2 separate regions of the Ovis aries genome follow, and region 1 is linked to region 2. The links are chromatin contacts, called in public Hi-C maps. All regions are on one chromosome and are shown on one strand. The core of a region is the stretch at or near the end of the contact, and the rest is flanking DNA. Distances in the headings are between cores, read along the strand shown. Region 1 holds the start of FBXO11 (F-box protein 11). Region 2 holds the start of PPP1R21 (protein phosphatase 1 regulatory subunit 21).

Region 1 (6,686 bases), core at 3,607-6,106, 500 kb before region 2:
ACACTAAAGAGCTTCCTGACTGCTCCACAGAATATGCAGCCACTAAGGAATATTTTCTGTAATACTATATATACACCAAATTATTTTAAAAGCTCACATAAAAGAAAAAAAATGCAACAACTATAAATCCAGGATCATAGGTGAGATTTTAATCTCACAAATAGGAGATTATACAGAGACTGATTACATTTTTACTCTATATGATTATTTCAGACTAGAAATAGCAAAATCCATTAATATACTGTTATAATTCATTAAATTCTTGAACTATATATAACCCAGTTAAAGTTTCAACATTTCAACTTTATGAATTTGCCAATAACTAGCAAATTACACTTATTTTTCAAAACTTTCATATCAAGATTTTCAGAAGTCAAACTCCATCTTTTATTAAAACATAATAAATGAGAAACTAGTAACATAGTAATCAATAGGTTGATTCCAGGTAGGAAAATTTGGGAGCTGAAGGCAGTTGTAGGAAAGAGACTTTTGAATTTTAAATCATGTGCATTTACTACCTAATCAAAGTAATCAATTTCAACTAAAACCTAAAAATGCTCAGAATACATAGCACGTCTGCAGATGTGTAAGCGTTCCTCAGATATATTTCTAAAACAAGACTGCCAAACAGATTTCATGATAAATTCAGCAGAACAAGTTGCAAAAACTCATTCAGGATTTTAAAAGAAAATATATAAAATCCAACCCCACATACTTTCAGTTTCACTGAAGCTGGAATATATTATCAAAGGATTCCTATGTGGAACACAAATTATTTTCTACTAGCTAAAAGTGGTATGTGAAATCCTAAACCCAAGATTTAAAATAAAAGCCTAAAAATGCTAATGATTTGTATTCCATCTTTAGACAGCAGACCGTTTCAGATAACATGCGAGAAGACAGCATTCCATGGAACACCCAGGCTGATTATTTCCCATTTGGGGTGTAAGCAAATCTCCTGCCTTTAAAAAGTCCTCATAAGATTTCACTCCATATGGTTTGTTTCTCTCTTTTTCAAACACTGGCCATTACAACACTCAAACATATATACATTTTAAAAGGAGGTATCAAGGAAATTTTTAAGACTAATTAACCTGTGGGCAAAGAAGCAACTAAAAACCAGTTCCAACAGAATTTTTGCTTGAAAAAAATACTTTCCTATAACTTACTACCACTCAAAAGCCTAAAGTCCACTCTTTACATGAAATAAGTGATTTTATATACAGATTGAGTTAACTTGTCTTAAAACAGTGAGTCTCACTTCAGTTCCCTACTCTGAAAGCTCTCTGATCCACTATTATGTAACTCTATCCAAAATTCTAATGCAAGAGTTACATATCCATTAAAAGTTGGCAAAAACTAAAACGGGCCTATGCATAAGCTTAGCTGTAGGTTCCTTAATTACCTTGTTCAAAATTATGAAACCAGGTACATTTTCAAACCAACAACAACCAAACCTTTCCTATCCAAACCAGAAATAGTGACACTTTGCATACTTTGTAAAACTGTTAAGAGTATTCTTCTTGGCTAGCTTCTGATCATTATGCAAACTGTACATTTAAAATTAATTAAAAATGCCAATTTTCAAAGAATTACTATTTTTTACATAACACTAGCAAACTTTTTCTAATTTTAGTCTTTTAATTCATCTTAAGGCCATTTATTTGCCCTCCAAAAAGACCCATAGCATTTTCCCTGAAGGCTAATCAGCACTTCTTTTCCTCTCTGTGCCAACATAGAACAGTTTCTACTAGCAGCAGCAAAGCAACAACAATTCTACAGTGAATCTGATTTACCATTTGGTTGGGTACATACTGAAATTCTGATTCATGAACATCTTAGTCAGTTTATGGATATCAATGAAAAGAAAAATGACACTCTGGCATGTGACCAAGTCACTCTTACTTCAAAAGGAAATAGACTTCAGAAGCTAATAATTTTAAACAAATTAAGAAAAGTGATCAAATATAAGACCCTCAACTAAGTTGAAAATACACACAAATGAAAAGACTCAGAATTAACACTTAACAATCAGACTAACTTTGGCTGCAAGAGTCTGATTCACTGTTAATGTAATTAACAAATCAGTACATCTTGAAAAAGCTTACTTCTAGCAATAGAATCCTTATTACCCTAGAATTTCAACCCAATGCCATTGCTTTAAAAAAAAAAATTAGTCAACTGTATTACATATAGTGTCAATTCTGAGACTTTATTATTTGAATGAAACAGGAGAACCCTGATATGCAAATACAAAAGGAAATGATGAAACTGTACTTTTAATTAACAAAAAAACCCCTGTAAATGTATCAAAGAAGTATTAAAACACATTTACCAGTAATGTAGCACAAGACCTCTAACTGGCTTGAAAGATCACATTCTTTCAAGCAACGTATAGCTTTCACAAGGACTTCTGTAACAGTAACCAGTGAAAACCGTTTAAACTATTTTTCAATTATCATCTCCCTCTTTCATTTGTTCGGTATTTTGATCATGCACAACAAAGAAACAATTTTTAAGGAAAGAATGTATAATTTTCAAAAGGCATTTAATCTTAATTCCCTCAGCCAAAGGAGGTGTGACAACCAACGCACGTAAAATTAACCTTAATCCGCCAACGAAAACACGCAAAATGTCTCCTAACAATTCCCCTCCTCCTTAAAACAACAACCGTACACATAAATATGGTATTGACCTCCACCTCCACTGAGAGTAGCTGATTAATAAACAGAATAGTTAAATTTGGAGATCAAGGTGCAACACCCCATCTCCGAAACCTCCCCGAATAACATCATCAAAGTAGAACTGAACATTAATTTTGCTAAAGCAAGAATCCAACCCCCGGGAGCCTCAGCCCTTAGACAATGGTGGTTACCAGACAGAGCTGCACAGTTGGGTCCAAATGACACATTTCACTAGGCCCTGGACACAACACACACAGGCACAAACACACGCACTCTCTCTCACAAGGGGCCAATTCTAAGGAAGGGGCGTTCAAATCCCACTGGGAGACGGAGGGGCAGCATGGTGGCGTGGGGGTATGCTAGGGGAGGACAAGCGAGAGGGGAGTCGATAGAGCGGAAGGGTAACTGCACCTCACGCGAGGGAGGGGGCTGGAAATGGCCGATGGATTCTATATTTATTTATTTAAAGGTCTTAATTTAACGGGTCCTTCCCAGGGGTTCTGTAACTAAAGCCAAACTGCGCAGCAAACATTATGAGGTTGGGAGAAGAGTCGCCGCTCCCCCTACCCCGTGACTCGGGGGGGGGGGGGCGGGTGAAACAAGTTCCCCGGCCAACACCACCGACCACTCCAACTCCCCCTCTCCCCTCCTCCACAGGAAGGGGGAGGCTAACAGAGAAAAGGGGGAAAAACAAGTTCCCCAGCCAGCCCTAACCACCCGATCACTCCCAGTTGTCCCCCCCATCTTCCATTAGAAACAGGAGACCAACCCGTGGAAGGCAGCCGAAAAAGGAGAGATCCCACCCTTCGCCTTCCCCCCACCCACCAACATACTCCTGCGGGGTCCGTAAGCGAGCTCGAAAAACAGAGGGATGGGTCGAGGGGAGAGGGTGTCGAGCCCCCGAAACCAAACAAAGCGCGGCCTGAGCTAAGAGCCCAGGCGAGTCGGGAAGCCGCGGCTTTTCCTGCCGGCCGGGGCCCGGGCTGAGCTGACACTGCGGCACCGGGGGACCCGCCTCCGCTCTGCCTCCCTTCTCCCACCCTCCAGGCGCACAAGCCGCCCCCGCCCGCCCCGGCCTCCCTCCCCGCGGGTCCCGCCGGCCGGGCGCCCGAGCCGGCGGGCGGCGGGGAAGGAGCGCGGCCTTACCCCGCTCGCCGGCGTTGTTCCGCTCCTGGGGCAGCGGCGGAGGCGGCGGTGGCGGCGGCGGAGGCTGTTGCTGCTGCTGCTGCGGCGGCGGCGGAGGCTGCTGCTGCGGCGGCTGCTGCTGGGGCGGCTGCGGCGGCGGCTGCTGCGGGGGCTGCTGCTGCTGTTGCTGCACCGGGCGCGGCCGCGACACTCGCCTGGGTCTCCGGTTGGCGGCTCGGACGGAGTTCATTTGCCGGGCTGAGGTGGCGGCGTTGGCGGAGGGACACACACACACACACACACACACACACACACGCACACGCACCGCGAGCTCCGGGGCGGGAGAAGGGGGTGGGGAGAGGGGGGAGGAAGGAAAGGGGGCGAGGGGAAGGGGAGATGGTAAGGGCGGAGGGGCGAGCGGGACCCCGAGTCAAGAGAAAGGCCCGCGGAGACAGACAGAGACCGAGCGAGGCCAGGCGGGCGGGCCTGACGCACGGGCAAGGCCGAGGCCGCCGGGCGGGGCGGCCGCGAGGGACGGAGACAGAAAGACGGGCAGAGCGAGAGAAAGAAAGAAAGGGCGTCCGCCCGCCTGGGGATCCTGAGGCGAAGCGCGGCGTCGGCGGCTGAGGACACAGACCCTGGTCCCGCCGACTCCCGAGCGGCGTCTCCGGCGGCGGGGGGAGTGGGCGGGCGGGTGAGGAAGGGAGAAGGAGGAGAAGAGAGGGAGAGAAGGGAGGGAGGGAGCAGGGGGCGCCTGGCTCTTTTTTTTTTTTTCTCTTCCTCCCCCCCACACCCCCTGAAAGAGATTTCTGAGAGGAATTTTTTCTCTCTTTCTTCGGCCTCTTCTCTCTCCTCCCCCCCTTCTCTCCTGGGCGAAGGGGAAATGAGTGTGAAGGGAGGAGATAGGGGGAAAAAGAGGCGTCGTCGTTCCTCCTCCTTAAAGGAGCCTTTCCTCCTCCTCCTCCTCAGCCCCGTCGCCGCTGCTTCTGCTGCTGCTCCGTGGCAGGAGGAGCCATTGACACCGCCGGAGCCACCACTCGCCCAGTCGGTCCCTCCCCGCCGCGGGGCTGGCCAGGGGCGCGGGGGAGGGCCGTGGAGCGGCGGGGGGAGGGGCAAATGGGCGGGGAAGAAGAGGGGCGGGGATTCCGGCCAAGGAGCCAACGGGAGGCGCTCATACAACCTTTGGGCCAATGGGACCTCTGCTCTTATCGCCAAGTCCCTTCCTTCAACGCCCTGTTTCCTCTCTCGGGTTTCCTCCCTCCCCCGCTAAGGAGGTGGGGGAAGGAGGAGAGGGGGAGTGTGGTGGGGCGGGTGATAATGGGGAGGTATCAGGGCATATAATAGAGCGGGGGGTGGATGAAGAGATCGCTAGTGCGTAGCGACGATTCTAGGAGAGGAGGTGCTCGGAGGAAAGGGCGGGGGCTGCTGATGTAATGGGGAGAAGTGATTAATCCTTCGGTTCGCCGTTTCAACCTCTCCCCGCTCCCGCCCCCATCCGATTTTTTAAGCGGAAAAGTAGAGCGAGGTAGCCAATCTTTGATAACTGGGGTTTTTTTGTGGTAGGTAGGTTCAAACTCTGAGCTGTAGGGAGCGCTAGAGATTCTGTACCCTTTAGTTCAGCTGAGGGTATTTGCTAAACCTTGAAGATCCACTTTACCGAGCTTTGAGCTCGGGAACCGAAGTTAGAAGTCGGTTCCTACTTGTAGTCTAAAAGGAGTTATCTAAATCTTGAAAAGATTGTGATCAATAGGGAATAGACCTTTGGTCAGTTTACTTATTGAAGACGCGGACTCTATAACGTTTGGGGAAATAATAGGTGAGAAAAGAGAAGTAAATGTGTTGAGGTGGTGATTGTTTATGTGATAAACGTTTTAATTTTTTAATTTTATTTTTTTTTAGATCTCAGAAACTCAGAGGAAAAGAAAAGCCCCAAGGGGAATTATCTTTTGTGTCTGTATCTGGTCCCCTCGAGATAATCTCTCCCCAGGGAAAACGTGTTTTAATTCCCTCGCTGCTGTTGTGATGACTGAAAAAGTATCCTTTCTCGGTTCTTTGGCTCTCTTTTGTTTATCACTTTATGGAAATGGTAAAACTAGCAATTTACCTGATTTTCGATCTTAGGTGATTTCTTTCTCATTTCAGTTTGACCAGGTGCTCTATCTTAGGTTTGAGATGGATGACTAAGTGGTTACAAAGTACAATAAGAGAAGCAGGGGTAAGAGCCGGGTAGTGTGTGTTTTGGGAGCGGAGAGGAACAGTGAGAACCACTGTTGTGTCGGGTGTTTGAGTCTCTGACTTGATGTATGCCTCTGGGCAAAATGCTTTACGTTTCTAGCTTTCAGGGTTCCCTCCCTTTCAATAAGAATTTACTTTGAATTACATAATACTGTTTTTAATTTTAAAACATTCTCTGATTTTGGGATGAGCTCTCTTTGGTCCTGACAATGGAGAAACTTAGATCTAAGTTTCCTTCTCAAGAAAAATATCGAGGAGGGAGGCTTACAATGAAGAACTGCAAATGTTTATGGTGGTTAGCAAGGTACAAATGGGTACAGTTTTATATTTGGTTCAAATAAATGTAGCAGGAAAAAAGGAAAACTACACGCTATTGTACATATTATAAGTGGATCCATAACTCTTTATTTTTTCTAAAACTTTACTTTTTTCCAGCATGCATTTATTGGTTTCTTCTGTGTATGTATTGCTATGTAAGGTGCTATGGGAGATAGCAAAAAATAAAATAAATTGCAAAATATGGGACATAGTTTGTATTTTTTTTATGGTAGTTGATTTAGTTAATTCAGATGTACAGAGAAAACATAGCTTATTCTCTGTAGCTTATCCTTCTTGAGTCCCCATGTTATCCCTTTTCTTTTA
Region 2 (7,324 bases), core at 1,844-4,343:
TTTGAGTCAGTTCCTGACACCTGCAACTGAAAAAAATTTCTAAAACAGTATGCTGTTAAATGTTTTAATGATCATCACAGTGTTTGCATATTTATAATAATTCCAAGTGACTTTCATTTATGCCACTCCCTACAAGTAAATCATGGTTACAAGTTGAGAACCATCACTGGCAAGCATATGAGTTAACAGAAAAAATAAAAAATTTTGTTATTGTGAAATGTAACATCCATACGAAAAAGGTGCACACAGAAAAATGTACCTCATGAGGAATTAACACAAAGTTAACACCTTTGTAACTATCACACATAAATAGAACATTGCCAATACTACTCGAAGCCCATCTCATGGCCTCTTCCAGTCGTGATCATCCTTTTCCACCCAAAAACAATGAAGCTCCTGACTTTCATGGTTGCCACTTTCTTAATTTTCTTTCTAGTTTTAATACTTAGGCATGCATCCTGAATCTTATAGTTGAATTCTGCCATTTTTTGAGTGATATATAAATGAGGTTATATAGTATATTTTGGGGGAAATTTGGTTTCTTTTGTTCTGTATTATTGTCTGAGATTCATCCAGTAGTTAATTGTAGTTGTAGTTCAGCTTTTTTCATTGCTGTTTAGTATTCCATGATACGAATATACACTTATTTCTAATAACTATCTATTTATTGATAAGCTTTTTTGGCTATTATGACTGATACTGCTATGAATATTCTTGGTGAATACATGCACACACTTTTTGAGTGTATACATGAGAATAATTGTTGGATCCTGAATATGTATCTTTTCAGGTGAGTGGATAATACCAAGGTCTTTCCTAAGTGGCTCTTCCTGGTTATATTCCTAGCAACACTTTAAAATTTTATTTTATTTTTGGCTGTGCTGGGTCTTCATTGCTGCGGTTGGGCTTTCCCTAGTTGTGGAGAGTGGGGGCTACTTTCTAGTTGTGGTGGGCAATCTTGTCGTGGTGGTGGCTTCTCATACTGTACAGCACAGGCTCAAGGCATGCAGGCTTCAGCAGCTGCAGCTTATAGGCCCTAGAGCATGGGCTTCAGTAGTTGGCACATGGGATTAGTTGCTTCATGGCATGTGGGACGTTCCCAGACCAGGGATCTAACCCACGTCTGCTGCATTGGCAGGTGGATTCCTACCCATTGCACCACTAGGGAAGGCTCTCATCAATATGTTATGACAGTTTCTCCTTTTATATTCTCATTCACTCTTGTCAATCTTTTAAATATTAGCCGTTTGTGTGGGTGTGTATGGCATTGCACTGCGGTTTTAATTTCACTTCCTCCTGGTTGCTAATGAAACTTAACACCCCCTTGCACGTTTAATGGCCTGTTTGTGTATTTTCCTTTGTGAAGTGCCTGTTGGAAGTCCCTTGCTCATTTTTCTATCTGGTTGCTGGTCTTTTTTCTTATTGATTTGTAAGAGCTCTTTATATATCTGGATAAGGGACACCTTTGTTGGATACATATATATTGCAAATGCCTTTTCACTCACTTAATGGTGTCTTTTGAGGAAGAGATTCTGAAATGTGTTCAATTTAGCAGTCAGGATTTGGAAACAATTTTTTGCAACTGACAACAACTAGATTAAGCAGTAGAAATATAAATTTCTCAGGTTAGTACATAGGCTCTCTAACCAAAGTTGCACGTTCTTTCTTTGGAATGTTAGTTCTGAAATAACATTTTATTTTTAAATAATTGAAAATTCCATTACATTACAAACTACAGAAATACGCTTAAAAATATTTAATTCTGCCGCTTGGTGGTGCCATGGAAAACTAATAATAATAATTTTAAAAATTCTGCAAGTTTGCTGGATAGTAGGGCTTGGCTGTTAGTCAACTGAAAACTATAAACAACATTTTTAAGTTTGTAATCCTTTCCTTACATTACAGTGGCTGAAAAGTGCACATACCAGCTCATGCTTTCACTTTAAAATTCCAGGCATACTCATAGTCGAATGTCAAAAAGGAAAATAGGAGGTGTTTTTTAATCATGGAAAATAACAAACATTTTAAAATAACAATATAACTAACATCCCTTTCCCTATTACCTGGATAATAAACGTTAACTTCCAGTCACATTCACTTCAAAAAATTAAATAAAAATAAAATGTATGCTTCTTTGTTCTTTTTCATTCCCCTTTCTTCGTTTTCTCACTGGAGGCAATCACAAGCCAGAATTAGATGTGTATCCTTCCAGTTCTTGTTTCTCTATTTTTAGTACATGTTCATGTGTCCATGAGCAGCACAAATGTTGCTTTATATTCTTCAAATGTATCTTTTCATGCTCTAGTATACTGCAATTTGCTTTTTACATTTAACAGTGTTTTGTCATGTTGATAGACACAGATTCATTAGTTTTGTTAAACTGCAATGCTTTAATTTATGGCAAACAAGTATCCTAAATTATTTATTCCTCTATGAACATTTCAATGTTGCAATAAATGCAATGCTTAGAATATCTAACATATAATACGTCCTCAAATCATATTTAATGAGCAAAGCGGCATAAAGTATTTCAGGCAGACTACTATTTGCTTCAATTGTCCAGTTACATGTCGTTAACGTCCACCCTATATGCATGCGTGGCAGGGATCATTCCCTGAAATTTCCTAAAAGCTTTTTACCCAATTCTCTGAGAAAACGCTCTGATGCAGTGCCAGTATGGGGGCAGGGCTGGGCGGGTGGAATGGGTAGAGAATGGATACAAAGACATCCCAACGTCAAAATATAAGACAAAGAGGTTTGTCTGGGGCATAACAGGGTGACAGCAGCGCGCGTTATAAAAGTGGGGGAAAGTTTACAATGCAGGCCATGTCCGGTGCTACCATATCCGGATAGCAGGTAGTGGAATACAGAGGTCTTTCTCTCCGAGCACCTTCTGAAAGATGTAACCATCAAACGACAGACGGTTGCCATGGGAACCAGTGGGGGAGGACGGTGTGTTCGACCAGAATTCTTGATGCGCTTAGAATGTTTCTTCTTCCGGTCCTCGATTCTTCGCACCACCGCCCCTCTCCGTCGTCCCCCGCCCATTCTGTGGGCTCTTATCATTTCCCCTTTTAATGCTCTCCTTCCCTGTTCTGGGTCGCCATCTTGGGCCATGCGTCAAGATGGCGCCCCCTGCTCCAGCCAGAGGTAGACCCCAGGAGCGCCAGCGAGTCTGCGCGCGTACGTGCTCGGGCGCGGGAGGGTGGGGCGGTGATGTCAGACGTCGCCCCGCCCCCGGTGGTCGCTCCGCCCCTGGCCCCACTCCTCCTTCCTCTCACCCGGCGAACCCGGAAGTGGAGGAGGAGGCGCGGCGGCGGTGGCAGAGCGGGCAGGAGCTGGTGGATCCATACCCGGCAGCGTGTCTGGGGTTGGGGGCGGGGGGTGGGGCTGAGTGGCCTGGGCAGTCTGGCCTGGACAGGGCGGGGGAGGCCATGGCCTCGGCAGAGTTGCAGGGGAAGTACCAGAAGCTGGCTCAGGAGTACTCTAAGGTACCCGTCGTATGCGGGGAGTAGGGGGTCCCCGGTCCTGCGGCCCCGGGTTGCCTTGGCAGCGACTTGTCGGGACAGAGGGAGAAGGCAGAGGGGGCACGCGAGCGCGCCCCTCCTGTCTCCGCCTTCTGTATCCACCATTACCGAGCTTCCACCTGCAGTTCCCAGGAGATGGGGCCGGGCGGTGTCTGGTCGGTGTGCGTTTCTGCGGGAAGGAGCAGGAGTTTGATTCTTCCTTCTCATTGAACTAGCGGGCTTGGAGAGGGATGTCAGAAATCCTGGCTTCCGCCTCTGGTGCTGGTCGGGAGGGGCAGGGAAAGGTGAGGACCATCGCTTTCCTGCTGCTTCCTCAATTTTCCCAGCCTGGCGATGGGAAGGATCAAGCTTTCTCCTTTCCCACAGGGATGATATGAGGATAAAGAGATTTATCTGCCTCCCCCCCACACCCCCCCCCCAATTAAATTAAAGTGTGAATAGAGTCATGCGTGTAAACTACTTCACCAGAAATAGGTGGTTACGAATGGATTCAGTGCTTTGGAAAGACGTTGTCTGAAAATGATTTTGAAAGCTGGAGTGCTAGGGCTATGTCCTTTTCTCTCTTTTTCTTGGGTCACCTGGAGTGGGGCAGAGCACCCAGAAGATGCTCAGGACATGTTGAATTAAGCAAAATAGTGACCTTTCCCTTTGTCATATTTACGGCATCAGTCTTTTAACTGGTGGGACCCTTTTCTTGGAAAAGGGCGGTGCTGCTTTTCTGTGTAGTGTGGTTCTGCCTCAAGAATATTCTACGGAAGTTCTAAAAGCAGAATCTTGCATCTTTGGAAATAGATTCAGTAGTCATTAAATTTGGTTTTCAGTGATCTTGGCATTCGAGAGAGCATGGGGAAGCTTAGACTCCTTTTTACTTTGGAGAAACTGAGACACACTTTAAAAAATTTCATATAATGGATATGCAGCAATGTGAAATGCATTGTTTTGTGAAAAATAAAACCTGTGCCTAAACATACACACTTAAGTCTTCAGAATCACATGGAGGCCTTTTGAGATACTATTATTCCAGTGGTACTACTATTGGCAAGGGCTTCCCCAGTAGCTCAGAAGGTAAAGAATCCACCTGCAATGTGAGAGGCCTGGGTTGGAAGATCTCCTGGAGGAGGGCATGGCAACCCACTCCAGTATTCTTCCCTGGAGAATCCCTGTGGACAGAGGAGCCTGGTGGGCTACAGTCCAAGGGGTCGCAAAGAGTCGGACAGACTGAGGACCGACTGAGGTCTAAGCACGACCACTGGCAAAGCTTCTGCATTTCCATTTGAATTTGTCTCTAAGAGCCTCTGGCAAGATGTTAGTGATGGCAAGTTTTTATCCTTTGAAGGCATTTTTTGTTTGTTTGAAAGGTCCAGAAATTATTTGGAACAAATCCATGTGATGAAGTGTGGTGGGTAGAGGATGGCAGTCCCGACACTTGGCTCTCCTATTTTGGGGTGAAAATGTTTCATGAGTATAAAGTAAGGGGATTGATTTTCTTTTCCAGAGAGTAAACAAGCTCAGAAGGCAATTCCAAATGGCAGAAGAGAGTTCCAGAAATATTTTGAGCAGTGACCGCACTGCTGAAATAACAGCCTCGCAAAAGTAGGGGAAACTTTGAAAAGATTTTATTCTTTTGACTTTGTAAGCTCTTTTGTTCAGCAGACAGTTATATGCCACCTGTAAACAGTCTGCCAGGCCCCACTGAGTGAGGCAGAGTTCCACCTTAAGGAGAACCCTTTAATAGAATATTCAAATGTTGTACGTAAAATTAATACAAGAGGACAAGTGTTAGATCAGTAGGCGGACAGAAGAAATGGCAGGTAAGAGTAGAAGTTACTCAGATTGGGGAGTAGTGGATAGGGAGGAAAGGATGGATGGTAGTATTCCAGGCAAAGGAGACAGTCTCTGCTGACATGAAGACATGGTCAGATAAATGACAGAGAGTGGTGAAGTATGGTTGGAGGGATAATTTGGACCCGTTTGTGAAGAGTTGTGGATGTTGAGTAAGAAGTTTGAACTTTGAATAAATGGAATAGACACTAAAGGTTTTCAAATGGGAGAGTGACAGTGCTTTAGAAAGATAACTGGTAGCTATGAGGAAGATGGACAAATTGGGAAAGACTGGTGAAAAGGAGACCAGACTGCAGGCTCTCTGAATAGTATCAGGGGGAGTTATATAGGGTTAAATAAAATTTGTGACTGTTAAGATGGAAAGGGCTTAAATTTAGGAATTATGGTTGACAAATATGGTTTAGTTTATCTGTTTTTTGAGTGCCTGCTTTGCACGTAGCTGCAAACTTATGAAGCATATGGAAGTGTCAAGGCACTCATCCGTGTGTCTCATTCATTCTGTGGGATGTGATGAGTGAGGGAAGACTGAGAGTTGACCCTGAAATTAACCCACGGACTGCTCTGACAGAACACCACTGCCAGCTGACAGAGGAGGGTGGGTCAGAAGGCACGCCAGTTTGCCGTGAAGGTTAGATGTAATCATAGTATTATGGTTGGAAGGCATGCTGAGGCCATCTGATTCACATAGTAGGTTGAAGTAATGTTGGGGTCACTGTTGAAAATTTCTAGTGGAAACAGACTGGCTAAAAGTCAGGACAAAGGCCAAAACTTTTAAAATAATTCCCCTAAAGATGATAGTTGAACTTTGAGAGTTAATCACTTTAGGTAGATTTTTTGGGGAACACCTGTGGGAAGGCTGTGACAACAGGAGGCGCTAAGGGTACTGTAGGGGGTCTGCCAGACTTGAAGTTGTCTCCCTGTTGGGCCAGACCATTTTTCATCCTTTTAACTGCAACGTGATGGAAATTTCAGAATGTGAGAACAGGGATTGGTCAAAAGATTTCATGTGCTTTTTGTTCCCTGTCGATTCTAGGGCCAAGCAATTTCTAGATAAGATTTGTGCTACCAACTAAGCCTACTAACTTAGCGGTAAAGAATCCACCTGCAATGCAGGAGACCGGGTTTGATCCTTGCATCAGGAAGATTCCCCTGGAGAAGGGAATAGCTACCCACTCCAGTATTCTTTCCTGGAGACTCCCATGGACAGAGGAGCCTGGTGAGCTGCAGTCAATGGGGTTGCAAGAGTCAGACTCAAGTGAGTGACTGAGCGTGCAGTATACATGCTTCCTTCAGCCCTGTGCCTATGGAAGGGGGGTATTTTACCTTTTTGTTAGCTTCCCTGGTACAGACTTAGTGGGCTGATGTTGAATTTCAGTTATGTCTCCCTTTTTCCTTATCTAGGATACAAAGAAAAATGATGTCCTTTTAAGCTATAGAAGGAGGCCTCAATATCAAGAGAGCAGCAAGGATGATCCCTCAACCAATGACACTTACAGAATCTTCTCATTCTTATTTAATGCAGATCTCAGTCTGTGTGCCAGGAAGGGGCCCATTTCTCCCTCTATAACTTCTGTCATTATCTTTTTTCCCCCTGAGAAAGAGCAAAATCAGTCTGAGGAGCTTCCATTAAAGAGACTGAGAGTTTCGTTAGATAAAAGATGAACCATGGAGGCTGAAGCAGATGAAAATTTCTGAGGCAGACAGGTTGCTAAAACATAAATTGTAATGGAAAGGCCAGTTAAAGTGGAGATTAAGACATTAGTGGTTTGGGCAATTAGGCAATCATTGCAGGCTTTTAAAATTTCTGGTTTAACAGTTTGGGGGCGGGGAAGGGGTTAGAAGCTGGTTTTCAGAGATTTATGAAATTAGTAGGTAATAGATGGAGGCTGCCTCTTTGAGATTTGAGGGAGAGTTAATCAGGGCCTCAGTTTGACTACACTGTTGACTTAAGAATC

Evidence for each region. Hi-C and Micro-C count contacts between places; a contact is called where the count stands out from the background.
Region 1: a contact with region 2 is called in a Hi-C map of muscle, with 4 times the contacts expected there. The contact joins the promoter of FBXO11 here to the promoter of PPP1R21 in region 2. A contact is called at or near these places in 7 of 16 Hi-C or Micro-C datasets (blood, hypothalamus, liver and 4 more).

Annotation. Positions count from the first base shown.
Region 1 is chr3:76,549,610-76,556,295 of ARS-UI_Ramb_v3.0, reverse strand. FBXO11 (F-box protein 11) reads right to left here and starts at 4,856. Exons shown (of 23, transcript XM_042246209.2): 1 at 3,831-4,856. The coding sequence starts at 4,059. It overlaps LOC114113604 (a long non-coding RNA gene), which reads left to right and starts at 5,177. Exons shown (of 2, transcript XR_003588508.3): 1 at 5,177-5,625; 2 at 5,709-6,686.
Region 2 is chr3:76,047,130-76,054,453 of ARS-UI_Ramb_v3.0, reverse strand. It overlaps PPP1R21 (protein phosphatase 1 regulatory subunit 21), which reads left to right and starts at 3,093. Exons shown (of 21, transcript XM_060413895.1): 1 at 3,093-3,491. The coding sequence starts at 3,126.